Linked DNA regions of Mus musculus: region 1 is linked to region 2. The links are chromatin contacts, called in public promoter capture Hi-C maps. All regions are on one chromosome and are shown on one strand. Each heading gives the region's core, a stretch centred on a gene start, on an enhancer-like site or on the middle of the called end of the contact. The rest is flanking DNA. Distances are from core to core; before and after follow the strand shown.

The links. Capture Hi-C pulls out chosen DNA fragments and counts their contacts.
Region 1: a promoter capture Hi-C map of liver shows a contact between it and region 2. The contact joins two enhancer-like sites. A contact is called at or near these places in 3 of 39 promoter capture datasets (hippocampal neurons, pre-B cells and stem cell-derived epiblast-like cells), 1 of 115 datasets of contacts at active chromatin or transcription factors (embryonic stem cells) and 2 of 9 other capture datasets (adipose tissue and liver).

The regions. Positions count from the first base shown.
Region 1 is chrX:106,169,885-106,172,584 of GRCm38.p6, reverse strand. No RefSeq gene overlaps it. Among named protein-coding and RNA genes, the nearest start is that of Pgk1, 16 kb to the left of the region's middle. Within about 2 kb of position 1,299, at least 51 of the 459 cell types and tissues checked have an H3K27ac peak or open chromatin away from gene starts, as enhancers often do. A contact at or near this core is called in liver, where this site is marked.
Region 2 is chrX:105,883,239-105,885,938 of GRCm38.p6, reverse strand. Atrx (ATRX, chromatin remodeler) reads left to right here. Exons shown (of 35, transcript NM_009530.2): 6 at 1,519-1,632. Among named protein-coding and RNA genes, the nearest start is that of Gm23656, 11 kb to the right of the region's middle. Within about 2 kb of position 1,273, at least 2 of the 459 cell types and tissues checked have an H3K27ac peak or open chromatin away from gene starts, as enhancers often do. A contact at or near this core is called in liver, where this site is marked.

The DNA.
Region 1 (2,700 bases), core at 50-2,549, 290 kb before region 2:
TAGCATATTTAACATTATTATGATCTCCAAGTTTTCACCATTACAAAAAAAATAAATAAATAAAAGGTCAGGCCCAGCAACCACATGGTGGCTCACAACCATCTGTAATGGGATCTGACGCCCTCTTCTGGTGTGTCTGAAGGCAGAGACAGTGTATTCACATAAATATACAAATCTTTTTTTTTTAAGACATTTTTTAAAAAATTTAAAAAGAAATAGCTTTATGGCTGGAGAGGTGGCTCTGAAGTTAAGAGAGCTTGCTGCATAAATGCTCTTTACTCCAGCGTCAAGATTTCTGACGCAAGCCGGGCGTGGTGGCGCATGCCTTTAATCCCAGCAATTGGGAGGCAGAGGCAGGCGGATTTCTGAGTTCGAGGCCAACCTGGTCTACAAAGTGAGTTCCAGGACAGCCAAGGCTACACAGAGAAACCCTGTCTCGAAAAACCAAAAAAAAAAAAAAAAAAAGAAAAGAAAAGAAAAAAAGAAAGGAAAAAAAAAGAGTTCTGACGCCCTTTTGTCCTCCTTAGGCACCAGCAATGCACTCACAGGCACACCTGTGGGAGCGCTCCCTTGCAGCGCCACTTCCTGCCCTCCACTGCCTGGCAGCACACCCCTCCCTTTTCCTTTTCTACCCTCAAATCCAAACACAAAACTTAGCACTCTGTGTGCCATCCACTCCGCACACACTGTCCGGCAGGTCAGTCCTATATATTAATTATTAATAAATTAAAGAGTAATAAAAATGGAGTGAACGAGGTTGGGGAGATGGCTAAATGTGTAAAACGCTTGTTCTTCAAAGTCGAGGACCTGAGTTTAATCTCCAGCACCCACAGAAAAGCCGAATGTGGCAACCAGAATGTATAATCTCAGGGCTCGGGAGCCAGAAACAGGACGATCCCTGGGACTTGCTAGCCAGCCAATCTAGTCAAAGCAGCGAGTTCCAAGGCCAACGAGAAGCCCTGTCTCAAAACATGATGACCGGAGGATCTACCAAGGAAGACATTAACACGGAACTCTGGCTCACGCACACTCAAGCACCCCCCTCCCCCACCCCCCCACACACACACACTTTGGGATTTCTGACCTCTAGGACTGTGAAGAATACATGTCTGTTGCTTTAAGTCACTGTGTTCGTAATAATTCGTTATAGTGGACACAAGAAATTGATACACACTGTGTTGTTACCTGCTTATCTGATAACAGTGGAGTGCTTAGGCGGCTCATTAAGAAAGAACAATGGGGCCCAATAGGCTGTCGAGGGTTCTACTTGGTGCCTGCTCCAGCATTGCTTGGTTGGTTATTCCTCGGATGACCAGCAGGTGGAGGTGCTATACAGGAGATGAAGAGGAACTTCCTTCCCGTTCACATTCTCCCTGCATTTTTATTTCTTTTGAGGCAAAATCTGTGTCCCAGGCTGCCCTTTAACTCACTATGTAGCTGAGAATGGTCTTGAACTGCCTGTTCTCTTGCGTCCATTTTCCAAGACCTAGAATTACAGGTGTGCCTCACTCTACCCAGATCCTCGTTAAATAGCTTATTTTCATCCTTCATACCCTAAAATCAGAATCTTCTTTCTCAAAGCAGCATGTTTGGCCCTTGTGCATCTTCAGGCTGTAGAAAATTTAGATTCCAGAAATTAGATTGGGCATTTCTCTTTCTCCCTCCCTCTCTTCCCTCCTTATCTTTCCTCCTTTCTCCTTTTGTAACAGCATCTCGTGTTCTCTGCTAGTCTAGAACTCATTGAGCAGCCAAAGCTGACCTTCAACACCAAACCCATCTGATTCCACCTCCTGAATGCCGAGATTACAGACACATCCACAACAACACCCACTTTGTGTGATACTGAGGTTTAAACCCAGGATTCCAACCCTGTTAAAACAGCACTCTTCTAGCTAAAACTACAGTCCCAATCTCTAGACTTGGCATTTCAAAAACTGCAAAGGATTTTTGAAGTGTAGCCAAGGCCATACTGTGTTGCCCAGGCTGGCTGAGACCTTAATCTTCCTGCTTTAAGCATCTTAAGTATTTAGGAGTGCAGGAACATGCCACCATGCCCTGCTGAAGAGCTGTTAGTATTTACAAAGCTTTCGATGCTGGAAAATTGCAACCTTTGATCTGGCTCTGTTGGTATATGCCTGCAATCCCAGCTACTTAGGAGGCTGATACTGGATGACTCCATTTAGTTCAAGGCCTGTCTGGGATGAAGAGGGGGTTCAAGGCAAGCAGGAGGAAATTAGTGAGAACTTGTCTCAAAAAGAGAAGTCAAAAGAGAGCTGTGGATATAACCCATTGGTCAATTGAGGCCCTAGGTTTTATGTCCAGTATAGTAATATATAATCAAATACTGTGCTCTTTGGAGAAAATGCTCCAGGTTTGTCTTTATGGCCCTTGTGCATCTTCAGACTTAGCTAATAACAAGATGGACTAAGCTGGTAGCCATTGTATTTATAGTGGCTTCTCTTTAATAATGCCAACATCAAACATGGTGCTCCTTCCATGCCAGTTCCTTCTGTCATGAAGAAGATGGGTTTCTTAGCTAGTGTTTCTCGGACAGAAGTGCCACTGATCCCTGCTATGTGTTAGTTCAGTTAATCCTTACAACACTTTAGAAGATGCTGTTTCAGGGATGCCATTTTAATAGATAAGACACATGAAGTTTAGGGAACTTTAATATCAGAATTATTTACTGAGAAAAAAATA
Region 2 (2,700 bases), core at 24-2,523:
TTTGTATTTTCCAATAGTCTTAGGCAACCCCTGTGAACGTGTTGTTTGACGCCCAAGGGGGTGCTGAATCTCAGGTTGAGAACCACTGTTGTAAACAATGTAATATAGTAGTTATTGCTTCTAGACTGTTAGAAGTTTAGGATCAAATTCAGAGCTTCAAGGGATTTTTTTATTTCTGTGAAGCACAGATTTTAGCTCAGACCTGTCTTAAGCCAGTGCTAGTGGATCCTCTTGCTACCACAGCTTTGCTTTTGTTTAGAACACTCTTCAGGAAGGAACACTAGTTCTTAAATCTTGAGAGCTCTTTGCAAACCCTGGGGCTTCTCTGAAAGTACATACATGAAGTGACCGTCATTTACAACTACCAGTTTTGGGATGTGAGTCTTTAAGTTTACTGTAGTGGACTGTAATCAGTCCTCTGTGCCCTCCTGGCCTTTTTTATACTTCTCCGTTTAATTATTAACACCAACTAGATGGCAATAATTTGCTAAAATCTACTTGGTGCTTTTACACATCCCTGTGTTTCATATGGAACTGTGACAACTCCCTGCATTGAGTTAAATTGTTCTTATAATGGCCAGTTTAGTACTAAGCCCAGTAATGCACATAAATGTTGAGGCTTGGATCTTTTCCTTTTTTAAAGATTTATTCATTTATGTATATGAGTACACTGTAGCTGTCTTTCGCCACACCAGAAGAGGGCGTCATATCTCATTACAGTTGGTTGTGAGCCACCATGTGGTTGCTGGGAATTGAACTCAGGACCTCTGGAAGAGCAGCCAGTGCTCTTGACCACTGAGCCATCTCTCTAGCCCCGGCTTGGAGCTTTTTTATGATGTTTGTTGTATTTATTTTCTCCTCAGCCTGGAGGTTTTAGTTAGGATAGTCTTTCTAAAACATTTTAATAGACATCAACAAAAATGGTCTCATTCTACGGTTAATTGGTTGACTACTTCAGTTTTAAGTGTCTTAAAGTGACCTTCTGTTTAAAACTCTTCAAGGACTATGAATGCTGGTGAAGCTTCGCTGTACTCCGGGGGAAATTGTGTAGACTAGGTATAGCAGCAATAGAGTGAACTTTACTGTTTCCTACCCTCCACAAGCCCCCTCCCTCCGAAGCAAGGTTGAAGAACTCTTAAAAATCTTTAAAGTTCTTTTTCCAATTTGGACTGTGAGAAAAATAGGCTGTCTTTCGCTTTCTGCCAGTTACTTTAGACTGTTTAGGGAACCTGGCATGAAAGGTCATTTCCTAAGAGCTTTTGTCATAGGCACTGTAAACACGGGGAGCTGGGCTGAGGCTTTCTATTTGACTGACACATTTCTTTTAGTTCATGATACCTCCCTCCTGTTTTTATGAACTAAACTTGAATAAGTAATTTGCTGACACTTGGCCCGTTTACTACTAGCCCGTGGTCCTTATACAAACTATGTACCAGCAATGTTGGCTTGATCTGAAGTCTTGCACTTCACTTGCACATTTCATATGTGTAATTGGTTTTTTAAATGAAATCATTCTAGGTACAGTGATTGTACAACCAGAGCCAGTGCTGAATGAAGACAAAGATGATTTTAAAGGGCCTGAATTTAGAAGCAGAAGTAAAATGAAAGCTGACAATCTCAAAAAACGCGGAGGTAAATACAAGTGGAAATGAAACATGAGTTTAAATTGCTGTCTATGACCATTTTGGAAAATCTCATATGCTTACTAAAAATACCTCCATTTTTCCGCCCATTGTTTAGTAAAAGCACTACTTAAAAATAATTTCTGTTTCTCTTTGCGCTCTGAAGCAGAAAAGGTTAAAGTCCGTTTCTCAAAACACCTTTGCCTTCAGTGGCTACTAATTGTTGCTTAGCACTTCCCCACATACTGGTTCGAGAGTACGTATATGCCAGAAAAGCATGAGTGTGCCCTCCAGTGGAAGCCATTTCCAATTTGTAAAACTTTGCCTGTAGCCTCCTTCAGGTAACTTCATCCATACTCTGAATAATGCTATGGACAGTGATAGAGCATCAGATTAGGTGGTAGTTGCAGTACTTATTTAAGATAGCAACACCTTCATTCCTGACAAGTTCGAATTTCTGGATGAGCTCAAGAATGGTCCCCAGTTTGGTCTTCATGGATGCCATAGAACTCATTGCAACACTAAGTAGAGGAGATGGGAGCTGGAGTGATGAAGTCCTTTCGTTGTTCTGTCCTTCCACTCTTGGTTTTCCCTCATACACGGCCAGAGTGTCTAGCCATCCATAGGAAGAGCGTGGGGAGAATTTACTTAGAAATCTATTATAGTTGAGTTTCTGCCCCACTTTTTGTGTATGGTTTTTAAATAGTGCCTATATATAGTTTTTGGGCAGAATAATAGAGTCAGAATCTGTAACTATAAGAGGAATGACTCTTTCAAAATTAGAACATGGCAAATCTCCAAGTAAAAGTGTTATAGATGTGTCTCTTTAATATTTTTATAGTACATAATTATGAAATTATGTTGAGATTTTAAAAAAGATTTTAGATTTGTATTTTATTATATGATTATTTCAATAGAACTAGCAAAATATTTTCTATACTTAAGATAATATCAATTTATTAAATTTTAGGTTGCAGGTGAATCAAGGGATTGTTGTTTAGTCTTTTGCCCACAAGAGGGTGTTCTACCCCTTTTGAACATAAAGATTATAATCAGATTCCTCAAATTTGTAGTAGGG